Regions from separate parts of the Mus musculus genome. Here all the other regions are linked to region 4. Evidence: chromatin contacts called from public HiChIP or PLAC-seq, Micro-C and promoter capture Hi-C data. All regions are on one chromosome and are shown on one strand. Each heading gives the region's core, a stretch centred on a gene start, on an enhancer-like site or on the middle of the called end of the contact. The rest is flanking DNA. Distances are from core to core; before and after follow the strand shown. Region 1 overlaps Sh3kbp1 (SH3-domain kinase binding protein 1). Region 2 holds the start of Map7d2 (MAP7 domain containing 2). Region 3 overlaps Sh3kbp1 (SH3-domain kinase binding protein 1). Region 4 holds the start of Sh3kbp1 (SH3-domain kinase binding protein 1). Region 5 holds the start of Eif1ax (eukaryotic translation initiation factor 1A, X-linked).

What was found. Promoter capture Hi-C pulls out the DNA fragments that hold promoters and counts their contacts. HiChIP or PLAC-seq counts read pairs in DNA pulled down with a chosen protein or histone mark. A called contact is a pair of places that touch in the nucleus more often than the background predicts.
Region 1: a contact with region 4 is called in an SMC1A HiChIP or PLAC-seq map of the NIH/3T3 cell line, with 7 times the contacts expected there. The contact joins the enhancer-like site here to the promoter of Sh3kbp1 in region 4. A contact is called at or near these places in 12 of 39 promoter capture datasets (the 3T3-L1 cell line, 3T3-L1-derived adipocytes, the C10 cell line and 8 more), 3 of 15 datasets of contacts at CTCF or cohesin (the NIH/3T3 cell line, large pre-B cells and pro-B cells), 7 of 484 Hi-C or Micro-C datasets (the N1E-115 cell line, bone marrow-derived macrophages, cerebral cortex and 4 more), 6 of 115 datasets of contacts at active chromatin or transcription factors (the NIH/3T3 cell line, the SCID.adh cell line, bone marrow-derived macrophages and 3 more) and 2 of 9 other capture datasets (embryonic stem cells and liver).
Region 2: a promoter capture Hi-C map of embryonic stem cells shows a contact between it and region 4, with 3 times the contacts expected there. The contact joins the promoter of Map7d2 here to the promoter of Sh3kbp1 in region 4. A contact is called at or near these places in 5 of 39 promoter capture datasets (HPC-7-derived erythroid cells, embryonic stem cells and stem cell-derived epiblast-like cells), 2 of 484 Hi-C or Micro-C datasets (both in embryonic stem cells), 1 of 115 datasets of contacts at active chromatin or transcription factors (embryonic stem cells) and 3 of 9 other capture datasets (adipose tissue, embryonic stem cells and liver).
Region 3: a contact with region 4 is called in a promoter capture Hi-C map of the SN4741 cell line, with 4 times the contacts expected there. The contact joins the enhancer-like site here to the promoter of Sh3kbp1 in region 4. A contact is called at or near these places in 13 of 39 promoter capture datasets (the 3T3-L1 cell line, 3T3-L1-derived adipocytes, the C10 cell line and 7 more), 3 of 15 datasets of contacts at CTCF or cohesin (the NIH/3T3 cell line, large pre-B cells and pro-B cells), 8 of 484 Hi-C or Micro-C datasets (CD4 T cells, the HL-1 cell line, bone marrow-derived macrophages and 5 more), 12 of 115 datasets of contacts at active chromatin or transcription factors (CD8 T cells, the NIH/3T3 cell line, T-cell acute lymphoblastic leukemia and 9 more) and 2 of 9 other capture datasets (adipose tissue and liver).
Region 5: a Micro-C map of embryonic stem cells shows a contact between it and region 4, with 4 times the contacts expected there. The contact joins the promoter of Eif1ax here to the promoter of Sh3kbp1 in region 4. A contact is called at or near these places in 1 of 39 promoter capture datasets (erythroid cells) and 2 of 484 Hi-C or Micro-C datasets (embryonic stem cells and uterus).

What each region holds. Positions count from the first base shown.
Region 1 is chrX:159,866,515-159,869,214 of GRCm38.p6, forward strand. All of the region lies in intron 7 of Sh3kbp1 (SH3-domain kinase binding protein 1), which reads left to right. Among named protein-coding and RNA genes, the nearest start is that of Map3k15, 120 kb to the right of the region's middle. Within about 2 kb of position 1,342, at least 5 of the 459 cell types and tissues checked have an H3K27ac peak or open chromatin away from gene starts, as enhancers often do. A contact at or near this core is called in the NIH/3T3 cell line, where this site is marked.
Region 2 is chrX:159,413,250-159,415,949 of GRCm38.p6, forward strand. It overlaps Map7d2 (MAP7 domain containing 2), which reads left to right and starts at 1,323. Exons shown (of 17, transcript NM_001081124.2): 1 at 1,323-1,643. The coding sequence starts at 1,448.
Region 3 is chrX:159,807,787-159,810,486 of GRCm38.p6, forward strand. All of the region lies in intron 4 of Sh3kbp1 (SH3-domain kinase binding protein 1), which reads left to right. Among named protein-coding and RNA genes, the nearest start is that of Map3k15, 180 kb to the right of the region's middle. Within about 2 kb of position 1,320, at least 21 of the 459 cell types and tissues checked have an H3K27ac peak or open chromatin away from gene starts, as enhancers often do. A contact at or near this core is called in the NIH/3T3 cell line and the SN4741 cell line, where this site is marked.
Region 4 is chrX:159,625,929-159,628,628 of GRCm38.p6, forward strand. It overlaps Sh3kbp1 (SH3-domain kinase binding protein 1), which reads left to right and starts at 1,344. Exons shown (of 18, transcript NM_001135727.2): 1 at 1,344-1,763. The coding sequence starts at 1,760.
Region 5 is chrX:159,370,744-159,373,443 of GRCm38.p6, forward strand. It overlaps Eif1ax (eukaryotic translation initiation factor 1A, X-linked), which reads left to right and starts at 1,435. Exons shown (of 7, transcript NM_025437.5): 1 at 1,435-1,672. The coding sequence starts at 1,657.

The DNA.
Region 1 (2,700 bases), core at 92-2,591, 240 kb after region 4:
TGCATGACATGTTCCAATAGAGAAACAGTTACATGAACTTTTTTATAGCCACAAAACAAAAGAAACTCATAAACCAAGGCTTTTACACAATACTTCAGTGGGAGCAACAGGTTATGGGCAACTCCGAAAAATCTCTGCTATAGGTTTTAGATGTTCTCTGATGACATTCTTAGCTTTTGGTTTGGCAAATCCTAGTGATCTACTCAGTATACTTTTTAAAGGCTTTTCCTGATACAGAGGTGGGTGGTAAATAGTTATTAAGAGAAATGAAGATAGATCCAGATAATTTTGACTCTCAAAGATTTGTACCATTCTATCTCTTCAGTCAAAATTTGAAAGTCTGTAGGCCTTGTTGAGCCTTCAAGATACATGTGGCATTCTTCCTGGGAACTTTCTGGGGCCTAAGATGAGCTCCTTGGGCTAAGTGATGTGCCCCATTGCAGATACTCAGCGACCTCAAGCATGTGGTAGAATCCTGCCCCTAGTGTATGCCTTGTTCAGTCCTGTAAATGTCAATGAACCACATCTGTGTGCCTGGCTCTCCCACAACATTATGGTGGTGGAACTGATTACTTGCAAAGAAGGGATTTTATAGTGACTGGAGAGAGTATTTTGTCTTAGAGTCCTAGGAGGGCCAGATGTTATTCGTTACTGACATGGCCACAGACAGATAGCTTTAATTTCTCTGACCTTTACTCCCACTATCTGCTTTGTGTACGCAGTCAGAATGTTGCCCTAGACAAAGAAAATCCCTTAGTTGCCTCCCAGTATCTTCTTCCTCTCATTCAGTCTTGAAACCTTTAGGACTCAGTTGGAAGGTTTTTCTACTCCCAAATATTGAGCACCCTAATGGGAGAGACAAAAGGAAGAGGTAGGTGAACAGTTCTATGAGAAAATGGGATAGTGCTGGGAATTAATATTAATGTGCCTGTTGGTGGGCATCAGGTCAGCAAGGTCTTGAGAGATTTGTTGTTTACTATTGGGCATTTTCCATGGATTTAGGGACAAGAACTTTGACAGTTGAATTTTACTGTATACGTTTTCCCTTTGGCTTTCCTTGTCAAAAGTAAATTTTAGAGTAATTGCTCTCCTACGATTGCCATTTAGTGGAACGCTAAGCCATTGTAATTCCTCCAACCTTTGGGCCAGTTCCCTGTTTCTGGATCCTGATGCCACATCCGTGTTTAGGTAATGACCCAGAGTTTATCATCCAGGCAGCCTACTTGCTTCTTCCTTCTGACCTAAAATAGAAACCTATGGCAAAGGATGCCCGGCAGTACAGAGGAGAGCTGTTTCTTCCTGCCAGCTGTCTCTTCAGCACACTAAGCCACAGGCCCACATCAGGATTCAGAGTTATGATGACTCAAAAATACTCATGCGAGTTGGTATTTTTTGAGTGATCCAGATTTATTTAAGCAGGGAACATTCTCCCCACCCCACCCCCAAACAAAAGGCTCTCATGATGCTGAGATTCATCAGCAACTCAGGCTGGGGAACAGATTGCCATCATTTTCATAACAAGAGGAAAACTATCTAAATATTCATAACAAAGTGCCTCGAGGTGCCTTCAGCCTATCACATCTGGTATCTCCCTTTTTCTTATTACAGTTGGTACAGATTTGTTGTCTCTGTAGGTTAGAAAAATCACCCCAAAGACAGGCCTCTTTGGCATCCTTCTGAACTATTCAATATTATAGATGCAGAAGACTGTAGATCAGTGGTTCTTATGCTGTGGGTCATAACCTCTTTGGGGTCAAATGACCCTTTCATGGGGGTCACATATCAGATATCCTGTATATCAGATATTTACAATGTGATTCACAACAGTAGTAAAATTAGAGTTAAGTAGCAAAGAAAATAATTTTATGGTTGGGGGTCACTACAACATGAGGAACTGTATGAAAGGGTCACAGCACAACATTAGGAAGGTTGAGAAGCACTGCTCTAGATGAACAAGTAGGTTTGGAAAATCTGGATAAAGTATGATTGGAGGTGCAAGTGGGCTGTTTCCCATGTTACACCTCATTCACTTAGTGACTGGACATTTGCACCACCTCTGAGACCATTGACTTGCCTCTTGGGAATTATTGTCTATAGTAGTGACATGTGGTGCTTCATTGGTACCATTAGATTGTTGATCCCTCTAGGTTTAAGACAGACACTGCATTTGATTTTCCCATCATGCAGCCTAGAACAGTGCCGGAGACTCACTGGATATACAGTGAGTGGAGGTTGAGCAAGTGGAGACTTTTAAAGGACTTCTGACATTGTGGGGTTTTGTTGTTGTTGTTGTTATTGTTCACTTCTTCTACTCAAATCTCACCCATACTGTACCTGACACATCCCATATGAAGCACATCTCCTCTTTATCCACTGATGTTTTTTTGTCTACCAGAGCCCTCATGTTCAATCCCCCCCAAAGTCCCCTCTCTCCCTAGGAAGCACCTTTCACCACCCCCCAATACATCTGTTCACTGGATTCAGAGGGAGGGCCTTCCTATGATGGGTCCCAGCTACCTAGGTGGTTGAAAATTGACCTTTCAACTCCAGTCCTCTTAGAGAAGAAAGGCTTCCTGTTTTCCTGATGACTGGCCTTTCTCCCAAAGTCTCCAAGCTTTTCATCTGAGCAGACAAAGCTGCCGATGAGAGAACAGTGCTCCAGCCTCTATTCTGAGCTAGAACAGAAAGGCTTTGCTTCTC
Region 2 (2,700 bases), core at 73-2,572, 210 kb before region 4:
CATAGTGAGTTCAAGGCCAGCCTAGGCTACATGGGATCATTTCCTCTTCATCCCTAAAACAAACAAACAAACAAATAAACAAAAAGACAAATCTAAGTCCAGCATGGTTCTTTATTTTTCTAATTCTAGCACTCTGGAGGCTGGGGCATCAGACTTGATTGCCTCCAGAGCTTGAGAGCTATCAATCTAATTTCATACCAGCCTAAGCTACAGAATGAGACTGCACAAATCAAAACGAACATAGGACACGCAGAATCTACATTTTAAAATTGTATTTAAAGCTCACACGTATATGATGGGGAAATAGAAAGGAGATTTTTAGGGAAGAGGAAAGGGTCTGGCGAGAGAGAGGAGAGGACAAAAGAGGGTGATGAGAGTGACAATATGATCAAAGGGCAGGATAAGGTTGGCTGTGGTAACTCATGCCTGTAATCCCAAGACTTGAGAGACTGAGACAGGATGGTTGTCATGAGTTAGAGGCCAGACCAGGCCTGGGATGTACTATAAGGCCCTGTCTCAAAATCACTCCCCACTAGCTCTGCAGTGGTGGCACATGCCTTTAATCCCAGCATTCAGGAGCCACAGCCAGGAGATCTCTGAGTTCGAGGCCAGCCTGTTCTACAGAGTGAGTTCCAGGACCTCCAGGGCTACACAGAGAAACCCTGTCTTGAAAAACAAAACATAAAACAGACAAAACAAAACAAACACCAGAAAAATTGTCACTACCACCCTCTTGAAGCACATAACAGACATATGAAAATGGATGATGAAATGCATTATTTTATAGGATGAATATTTGGCAAATATATAAAGAAAGAAAGAAATGAACTGAAACCTCATTGCGGTAAAATGGATCCTATGGCCCTATGGCATCTGCACATGCATGTGGCACTGGCCCATGTGGTGACAACCAGAAAACCTAGCTATGAACGGGCACTAGGAGCTGCAGGGCTGTTTTTGTGCAGAGAGACAGTGTGAACACGTGCGCGCGCGTCAGATGTGTGCAAGGTGTGTGAGAAACTTTAAGTGGATGTGTGCACGAGTGTGTGGAAGCGTGTTTAAACCGAGTGTGCAAAGAAGCCTTTTGTAAACTCTTAAGAAGAAGCGCGCCAGGTGTGGTGTGTGCGGACACTGGGGATGCTGAGCCGTGAGGACTTGTGGAGCGGACACTGCGCGCGCACGTTCGGCGCCCCGGGTGCGCCTTTCACAGCAGCCCGAGGGGCTGCGAGCCGGGAGCGCGGAGCCCGTGCGGTCCCTTGGCGCGCGCACGCCTGCGCCGGCTGAGCAGTGACGCACCGGCGAGTGCGGGAGGGTCCGGTGCGGCGAGCCCGGGCAGAGGGAGGCCGGCGCGCAAGGTGGGAGGCCGCGTGCGCATGCGGACCCGCGCGGGGCCGGTGCGACACAGCGGGCGGGCCAGACAGTGCGCCTGTGCAGCCCGCGCATCCCGATGGAGCGCAGCGGTGGGAACGGCGGCGGCGGCGGTGGCGGCGGCGGCGGCGGCGGCGGGTACGGCGGCAGCGGTGGCGGTGGCGGAGGAGCCGGAGTCCCCTCGGAAGGGGCTGCCAAGGGCTTGTCGCTGCTGCTGGCCAAGTCCGCGGAAGCGGCCTCCGGGAGAGCCTCCCAGTCCACCCCGCGGTCCGCAGGTAAGGGCCGGGGAGCACTGGGCAGGCCGCGCTGAGGACCCCCGGGGGGGGCGGGGCGGCCAAGGGCTGTCGCCCGGTCGCCCTTTCCGGGGGCCTAGGTCAACCTGCCCTGGGGGACTTCAGGCTGCGTCTCTCTTTCGGCAGGTGGCGGGGTCCCCTCGGGCTTGGCGTGTTTGCGTGGGCGAGTTTGTGGGGGGTGGCTGGAGAGCGGAGGAGCGGGTATCCTTGGCCACGGCTGTCCCCGAGGTATGGCTCGGCACCGGAGGAGGGGGTTCCGGGATGGCGACCCTGTGGGTGCGGGGGCCCGCTGAGGTGTTTGGACTACAGGGATTGCGGCTGGCTCGCTGCCTCGCTGGCTCCCACCCTCCATCCTAAGGCGCGCAGACGGGGAAGCCACAGCCAGCCACCAAGGTGGCCCAGCTTTGCGGTTTACTTGGCCTCTCGGGGTTGGGAAAATAATGTCGCATCGCCCGCGGGGGCAGCGACGGTTCATAAAGGGAGCAGGGCCACACGCGACTGCTGAGACGACGACCCCTCCCCCCCCCTGAAGTCGCTGAGGTAGTGGTTTCCCTACTGGGGCGTCTGGCCCCTGCCGCTGCCCTTTCTGGTACGTGACTGCGTGGCGATTGAGTGTTCTAGCCCACGGGACTGCAGCTGAGAGCTGTCGCCAAGGGGTGTGGGGATGTGGGTCCCTGTTCCTTCTGCCCAAGGGGACGGAACATGGTGAGGACGCTGGGAAGAACGTGATAAGCGCCTGCGTCTTCTGGTTCTGGGGCTAACCTTCTGTGTACTTGCAGGTGGTGCGGAGGTATACGCAGTGAGGAAAAGCATTTCATTCCAATTTTCCTGGCGACATTTTTTTTAAATGTTAATAATGAGAACTAATTCTATATTCCATCTTTCATTGCAGTTTAACATTCGAACGAAAAGAAAAAAATAAACCCTCACACAATTTGTAGAATTTGGGAATTATCGCATCGTGGAGTATTTCCTATATGGTGGAGGGGGAAAGAGGAAGGACATCAACTGAACGGGCGTGTGGGTTGTTTATGTGTTT
Region 3 (2,700 bases), core at 70-2,569, 180 kb after region 4:
TGTTCCGAGTAAACAAAACCCTTTAAGTCATAGATACAGATGAAGGTAAGAAAACAATAAAAGTCTTGTGATACTGTTGAGTCAACCAATCTGTTAATGAATGTATAACATCTTAGGGCTGGAGAGATGGCTCAGCAGTTAAGAGCCCTGGTTGCTCTTCCAGAGGACCTGGGTTCAATTGCCAGTACCCACGTGATGTCCTACAACCATCCATAACTGCTGTCCCAGAGGATCCAGTTCCCTCTTCTGGCCTCCAAGGATGCTAAGCATGCATAGCTATATGTGAAGACTAAGCACATCCATACACATAGATAAATAAAAGTAATATTTAAAAGTATAACATATTGTGCATGTACATATTATAATTATATCTTGATTGATTGATTGATTGATTGATTGACAGTGTTGAGTTATATAATGACAATTCACACCTATTTTTTTTGGGGGGGTCCTTGACAGACAGCTCTGAGGATCTTGATCATGTGGGCTGCTTTTTAGAAAACAATTGAGTCACAGAATTTTTAAAATGATATATGTGTATCTTAATATCTAATATTAACTTAAAATATCACAATCTATGTTTATGTTCAATACAATGTTTTAATACAGAGTCAGGCCTATATCTAATATTTATTGTATGTATGTATGTATGTATGTATGTATGTATGTGTATGAGTGTGGCCAAGGTCTTTTCTGTAAGTATGGGTTGCTGGTTTGAGCTCCTTGTTTTGTGCATCCACGGTGTATTGTCTATGACCTGCACTGATTTCTTTAAAGTGTGTCAGTAGCAATGAAAATGAAGCAATGGAAGTATATTGTCCTTCTGATGATCCATAGCTCCCCAGCCTCAGGTTTTTTGCTCCCTAACTTGGCAGCTGTTTTTCTTTTAACCTTCAATTTGTTACCTTTATTCTTTCTCAGCACTAACTTTGTCTTCACACACCCAGGTTTTTGCACTATCTAACCCAGCAATACCCTTGGCAGGCCTAAAAGGTTTAGAAAGAAATAACTTTGGGCCCCTGTAGGAGAAATAACAGGTACTTGCTTGCCAGAAATTAACTACCAGCCTGCAGCCCTCAGCCTTGGTGATGGAAGAGAGCAAGGGATAGTCCTGGAGTGGACAAAGTGAAGGCTGTGCTAAGGAGCCTCCCACCCCCCTTCTGCCTCCTGGCTGGGGCATCCTCAGTTTGGCTATATAGAAAAGCCATCATGGTAAATTTAAAGGAACCAAGCTGTCAACTTGGAAAGAGAGTGGCAAGCTCTAAATTCCTAGATTGATTGACATTCCCCCTTACCCCTACAGATTGTGATTTTTAAATGAGTCATGAATATACACGTGGGTCATTTTGGTTCAGAGTGCAGAAGACAGAAATGCTAGTGGGGCTCTCAGTGCAGTTGAACAAGCAAGCTGTGGGGACAAATTTACAGGGGCAAAACCTGGGTTCCTCTGGAATTTTCCCTTTTTCTTTTTAACGACTGCTTCTGTTTTAGTTTGGTTTTGTGTTTGTTTGTTTTTTCCCTGTGTTATCTGGAATCTAAGGAAGGAGTTGGGTTTTTTGTTTTGTTTTTTTGTTTTTTGCTTTTTTTGCTTTTTTGTTTGTTTTGTTTTTTTTCCTGTATCGACTGAGGCTGGTCTCAACAAATCTCTCAAAGTGGTAACTTGAGTAATGTTCTGAAATTTTTTTGTTTTATGTCGGTTTTTTTTGTGATTAATTTTAGAGGCATTTCTCAGTGGTTCCCAGTCAGACTGGCTGGTGACTGAGGGAATGTAGATTCTGAGTTAAAGCCTGACCTGGCTTTGTGGTTTGCAAAGATGAGAACTTGCATGTTCAAAAACTGTCTGCATTCTTCTTCATATGCCCATAGAAGGAGATTGGATCCACTCATCTCCGGTTAAGGAGGCTCTTGAAATGCTTTAAAGCTTTCACCCAGGCAGACAAACCTCTGTGTGGGTGGATGGGCGCATCCTCCGCCTTTCACTCTTGCTCAAGAGAAGCCAAGTTCAGTGATCTCTTTCACAGCACATACACTAAAAATTGCTGGCATCCGTTTAAAAGCTGATCAGCTAGCGGGCGATCCAAGCATGCATTCATTTTCTCCCATTAAGACTGCATTACTTTAGAAGCAAGGTTCTTCTCTTGTTTTGTATTTTAAAAGACATGCTAATAAAAAAAATCTTAGTATTGGAATTTGATCATCTAGCAAGTTCAGGCTGCTCTACAATTGTCCTCTGTTTAATATAGTGGTGAACACATCTGTTTTCCTAGTGTATGTACAGGTACTGAAGCATCCATACTATGGTGAGGGATTCTATGTTTAGAAGGGAAGGTAAACTGGGTGCCATAATGCATGTCTAGAGCCCCAGCACTTGGTTGATAAAGGTAGAAGGATCAGTTGTTCAAGGTCATTCTTAGCTACGACAGTAAGTTTGAGGCAGTCCTAGCCTGTGTGAGACCCTAGGTCAAATAACAAAAAGTGTAGAAAAGAAAACAGTTATATTTGAAGCCTCAGCATGTGGAACAGGCTACAACTATCTAAAAGAAAGTATTTGTGCTAGATTTGAATAACTATGAAATTTCTTAAATATTTAAATGCTTATATCATAAACGAAACTACTTATAGATACACAGAGATTCATTGAACAGAATGTACACGCTGAAACAGGCTCAGTTTGGTCATGGAGATTCCTACAAGAACCTA
Region 4 (2,700 bases), core at 94-2,593:
GGATGCTGCTGTTACTCTTCTTTTTAAAGCCCTGCCTGCAAGTCTCTCCTCTTCCCTCCCCCTTACTCATCAGGATCATCCTGTGTCCCAGGCTAGCCTTTAAGCCAGAACTCATTAACAGCACCATCTTCTATGCCTCAGCCTTATGACTGAAATACCCCCTCCACCCTCCAACATATTTCTACAGAAATTTTAGGCTTTGACCCAATATACAAATAATGCTGCATTATTATTATTCACCGGGTACGCAAGGCAGATCTCCATTGGGCATGGGGTCAGCTTTTATTTGTCACCTCTGGGTTCACTAGTCCCCAGCCTCCATTTGCAGGGGACAATGATCTAATTTCTCTCTTGTCTCACTTTCCCTGTTGCCTATTTTGTCTCCAGTCTAGCTCACTATCTCTTCCTACCACCAGATGGTGGAAAGTGGAAAGGAAACAACAGACTGCTCAATGAATGCGGTCGCAGGCAAGTCTCTTTGGCTGAAAGGTGTGGTGGAGAATAGACTCCAAAAAAGAAGCTCGTTGAGTTGCCCAGGAATTCCTATGGATTTCTATTTTCATTTTAGTGTCCACTTAAAATTGTTGTCTATCCGGGTTTGAGGCTCAATAGAGCACAGTGATGCCTGATGGAGAACCAGCCAATCTTTGTCTCTGGACCTAGAAACATTCCTAGGCAGCAGAGCCCCACACCTTGTCCGGGTACCACTGGGTCAGGTGTAAGGAGGGTCTAATCCTGGGAGGGGCGGTGGCCAGCAGCGGACCTGCTCAGCAGCCTGACTGCGCCCTTCTCATTGGGCACCTCTAGCCCAGTACCACCTCCTACGCTCCAAACTCGCACCTGGTCTGCCAGTACTCCAAAGCCACAGCCAAAGGCCCCTTCCTCCCACAGCCCCCTGCTAGCAGCCTTCTTCCTCTATGTCCCCCCCCGCAGGGAAGGGGTGTCACCTGTTAATAACAGCAGGTGTCCCGCTCTTCACCTGCCACCGGCTTCCCCTCCCCCAGCCCTCCTTTCTCGGGGTTCTGCCTTCGATCCACCTTTTCCACGTGCCCCACAACTCCGACGCCCCCACCCCCACGGACCCCCTAAATCTCCTCCAGTCTCGAGGAGTCTCGCGGCATTTCCCGGGGCGTGAGCCGAGCCTAGGCGGATAGGGGGCGACCCTCTGCGGAGCTCCAGCCGGGACAGAGCCAGAGGTGAGGGGGGCGGCCGAGCCCCGCAGACAGAGGACGAGCCCCAGAGTCGGGCTGGACACTGCTCGGGCCCCGCCCCTCGACCCCGCCCCCGCCTGGCGGCCGCGCCTCTCGGGCGGGCGGAGCCGCTGAGCTTCGCCGCGGCGGGGAGGAGGGGAGAGCAGGCTCCGAGGCGGCTGCAGGGCACTGGGCTGGGCGGTGCTTTTTTTCTTTTCTTTTCTTTTCTTTCTTTCTTTTTTTTTCTTCTTCTTCTTCTTTTTTTTTTTTTTTCGCAATTTCCACTCGCAGAGAGCAGGAAACCCGGAGCAGCCGGGTGCAGTGGGGCCGCGATGCAGCAGCAGCAGCAGCAGGAGTCGCCCCAGGGTAGCAGCGGCAGCAGCAGCAGAGGCAGTAGCGGGCGGCGCTGAGCTGCCACCACCGCCGCTGAGGACGAAGCCGGCCCAGCAGCAGCCGCGTCCCGACGCTCGCGCCCCCGATCCCTGCGCCGCGACCTCGGCGCTCCGAACCCAACGCCCGGTTCCGCCAACTTTCACGCTGCTTCGGCGGCTCGGCTCGTCTTGGCGCCAATGGGTGAGTGCAGGGGCCGTTCGAACCTTCAGCCCATCTGTGTGTAGGGGTCGACTGGCGCGCCCATCCCGGGACCGCGGACCCGGGGAGGGCGCCCTGGAGCAGGGCCGGGAGAGTGACATCGCGCAGAGCGCCCTCCCTCGCCTTGCGCACCCCCATTCACTCTCACTTGCTTTAGTGTCCCTGCGGAGCCCGCGCGCGGCACGGACTGGAACCCGAGGGGGCCTGAGCAGAGAATCGCGGGGGCTAGCTCCGGGGCTGCTTGGGTTGAGGGAGTCAGGGGGTGTGGTTGGCTTCTTCGGGTGGGCGGGGAGAGTTTTGTCTTTGCCATTCTCCCACCCAAGTGCACCCTCCCTGGCGCTGTGGACCCGGGTACCAGGATTTGGTGGGCTCTGGCCCTGTACAGGGCTCTTGGGCCAGCCTGAGAAGAGCCTTGAAGGTCGGGGTCTCTGGGAGAGGGTTAGACTGTCTTTACTGCCTGATGATGCCGGTGGTGGGAGGTTAGGAAACGCCCCAGTACCGGGCATGGCGGGCTGTCCCAGGGTCCTGAGCTCTTCATGCGTTCCCCACTTGTGCCTCCACCTCTCACTCTGTCTTCCCCCACGCCGAACCCCTCTCCACTCTGTTACACTCAAAGGCTACTTCCTATATCCTCCTCTCAGTCTGCAGGGCCAGGAACTGGAAATGGTGATCCAGTTTTTGATGCACCTAGCAAGCATAATTTCCATGTAGGCAGCTAACCTTAGCTCTTCAGGATCCTTTTTATTATAGACCTGACAGTGTGGAAACCACCTTACTGCCCAGGGGAACTGGCACTTTACTGAGCAAAGGACTTGTGACTGTCTGGTCTCTAGTAAACGTTTGCTTTATCTAGGTACTAGCCTTGCTCATTGGTCAGCCTTTGCTTGTTATGCCTCTAGCATATGATTTTTGGGGTGTT
Region 5 (2,700 bases), core at 185-2,684, 260 kb before region 4:
GGAGGGGTAGGTGTGGCTGTCAGAGGACAACTTTATGGAGTTGGTTCTCTCCTTCCACGAGTTCCAGGGACTCAACTCAGCTTGCCTGACTTTCCTGGTACATGCTTTTACCTACTGAGCCATCTTGCTGGCCCCAATAAACCTAGTTTGAAGTGAAGTTAGTTGTTCTGAGAATCTATGCAGTATTCCTTTGCTGGAACCACCAGAATAAAGAATGGGAGAGCGAGTTGTTTAAACATCAAAAATGTACGTTCTCTTGACTGTGTTGTGTGTTTTGTAGTCAGGGTCTTACTATGTAGCCCAGGCTAGCCTGGAACTCACTATGTAGCCCAGCTTTCCCATAGATTTGCAGGAATCCTCTTGCCTCAGTTTCACAGGTGCTAGGATTATAGGCATGAGTACCAGGCCCACCTACTATTTTGCTCAGTTTTGAAGATTCCAAGTCTAAAGTCAAGGTAGAGACAAATCTGGCTTCTTCTGAGGTCTTCATGGCTTGCAGATGATTACGGGCTCAGGAACTGGTTGTTCTTTTTTATGCCTCATTATGCCTAGGTACTAATTGCTTTTGTTTTGGTTTTGGTTTTGAGTTAGGGTCTCACTCTGTAGCCTTGGCTGGCCTGTAACTCATAGTTTACTTTCCTCTGCCTCCACAGTACTGGGATTAAAGGCCTATGTTACCATGCTAACGTCAAGTCTTGGCATCAAGTCTTAAGGATCTCATTTCAATATAGGCTCTTTAATGATCTTATATCCAAACAGAGTAATATACATACAGGTTAGAACTTCAGCATGAATATTGGGAGATTTGGACCCTAACATCGACTTTCTTCCATTCCTTTTATCCTATGTCTGCTGAGCAACCTACCATGTGCAGGCATTCTGTTGAGCATTATAAACAGACTTAGCTACAGTGAGTTAGGGACAAGATTTATTTTTAAGTATCATGCAAATATTCTATTAAAGTTTGGAAGAGGATGGCAGAAGTGCCTTCTCTCCTTCCCCCTTAGATTTCCAGCTTGGTTGGGCTGGTGAAAGGGCCCCATTAAAACTCAACTCTGAGGTTAGTGAGTCAGCACCTTGTCAAGCCTGGGGCTCACTTGGCTAGGAAGCCGAGATGATGCCCAAGCCAGCAGCCTGCACCACCTCAATTTCCCCTCCTCTCCTCCAAGCCTCCACTGTGACGCAGGGCCCGGGCCCCTCCCGCCCGGGCCCCTCCCGCCCCCTTCCGGACGCCGGAGGCCCCACTCCACCTACTGCGTGCCCACTGGCAGCAGTGAACGCCTCCCTGGCAGGCTTCTCCCTAGGCTCCCACCCTAGGACTGCCCCTTGGCCACGCCTGCGCCTTAGAGTCGCGGGAGGCTGGGCTCCGCGGGCGGGCGGGCGGGCGGGCGGGCGGGCGGGGGGGGGGAGGAGGGCGGGGAGGAGGAGGAGGGCGGGGAGAAGCCCCGCCCGCTGCCGCGACGCCATTTGCCACTGCCGAGCGTGGGCACGGGAGGCTCTCGCAAGCACGGGTGACCAGCCTCTCCTGAGCACGCTTCCCGACCTCCCGCACGGTCTTCGTGGCGCGCACTTCTCGGCGTTGCCCGTCGGAGTCACCGCAGTTCCTGCCGCCAGCCTGAGTGCGGTCCCACACGCTGCCAGCCAGTCTTTGCGGCCATGCCCAAGAATAAAGGTAAGGACGCCGCCGCCGGGACCGGGGCTCTGCTCCCCGCCGGCTCCCTGGCGCTGCTCTCGGCCTCGAGGTCAGCCCAGGCCTCAGTGACCTTCCTGCCATCTTTTCTTGCCTCTCCTCGGGCTGCATTCTCTGCGTCCTACTTGGAGCTGGGCAGAAGCGCAGGGAAGTTACTCCTGGCTCCCAGTTTGGCCACATTGGGGTGGAGCCGACGCCATTTTTTTTTGTAGGGCCTCCTGTGTGAGAATATGGGCTCGTGCCCCCGATTCGCGCCACATTGACCGCGGCGCCCGGGGGACTCATGGGAACACCTGCCTCGGACTTCTTGGGCTCCCAACACCTGGGGAGTTAAGCCCTGGGAGCCAATCTGAACTTTGAAAAAGGGTGATGCCTCGCTTGCTTTCGTGCCCATCTGGCACCTCCTCCCTAGGATTTTTTATGGACACTTAGTTGGTACTGGTGAGGCCGCACCCGTGTAGCCAGTGGCCAGTACTTTGATGCATTCGCAAATTTCATCCCTAGAGAATCACTTTGCTCCATAGTTTTACCGGGGCTTAACTTTTTCCACAGAGCCCTTGACCCACATTGAGCCAACTTTTCCACGTTTGCTTCTGATCGTGTATATATTTTGATAAATAAAAAAATGATTACAAATTCTAAGCAGAAGTGCAGCGTTCCTAAGATCATTCTCATTTTTATATATTTACAGTATTTTGTGGTGTTTTTTTTTTTATGGGATCAAATCTATCTTTACCAGCACTCTACCGCTTTGCTTTGCTCTGTCTGTCTCCAGGCTGCCCCGGAACCCTAAACTAACATTGAACTTGGGATTCGCTCGCCTCAGCTTCCCGAGTAGCTGGCATTACAGGCTTGCTATATTCGTTGTCCTCGTAATTTCTCAAAAATATAAAGTACAAAGTAGTGGAAAGCTTTTATTTCCCACAGGAGAGGAACACATTACACAGGATGAACTTGGGTGGGGGGAGGGGCGCACACCTTTACTCCCAGCACTAGGAAGGCAGAGGCAG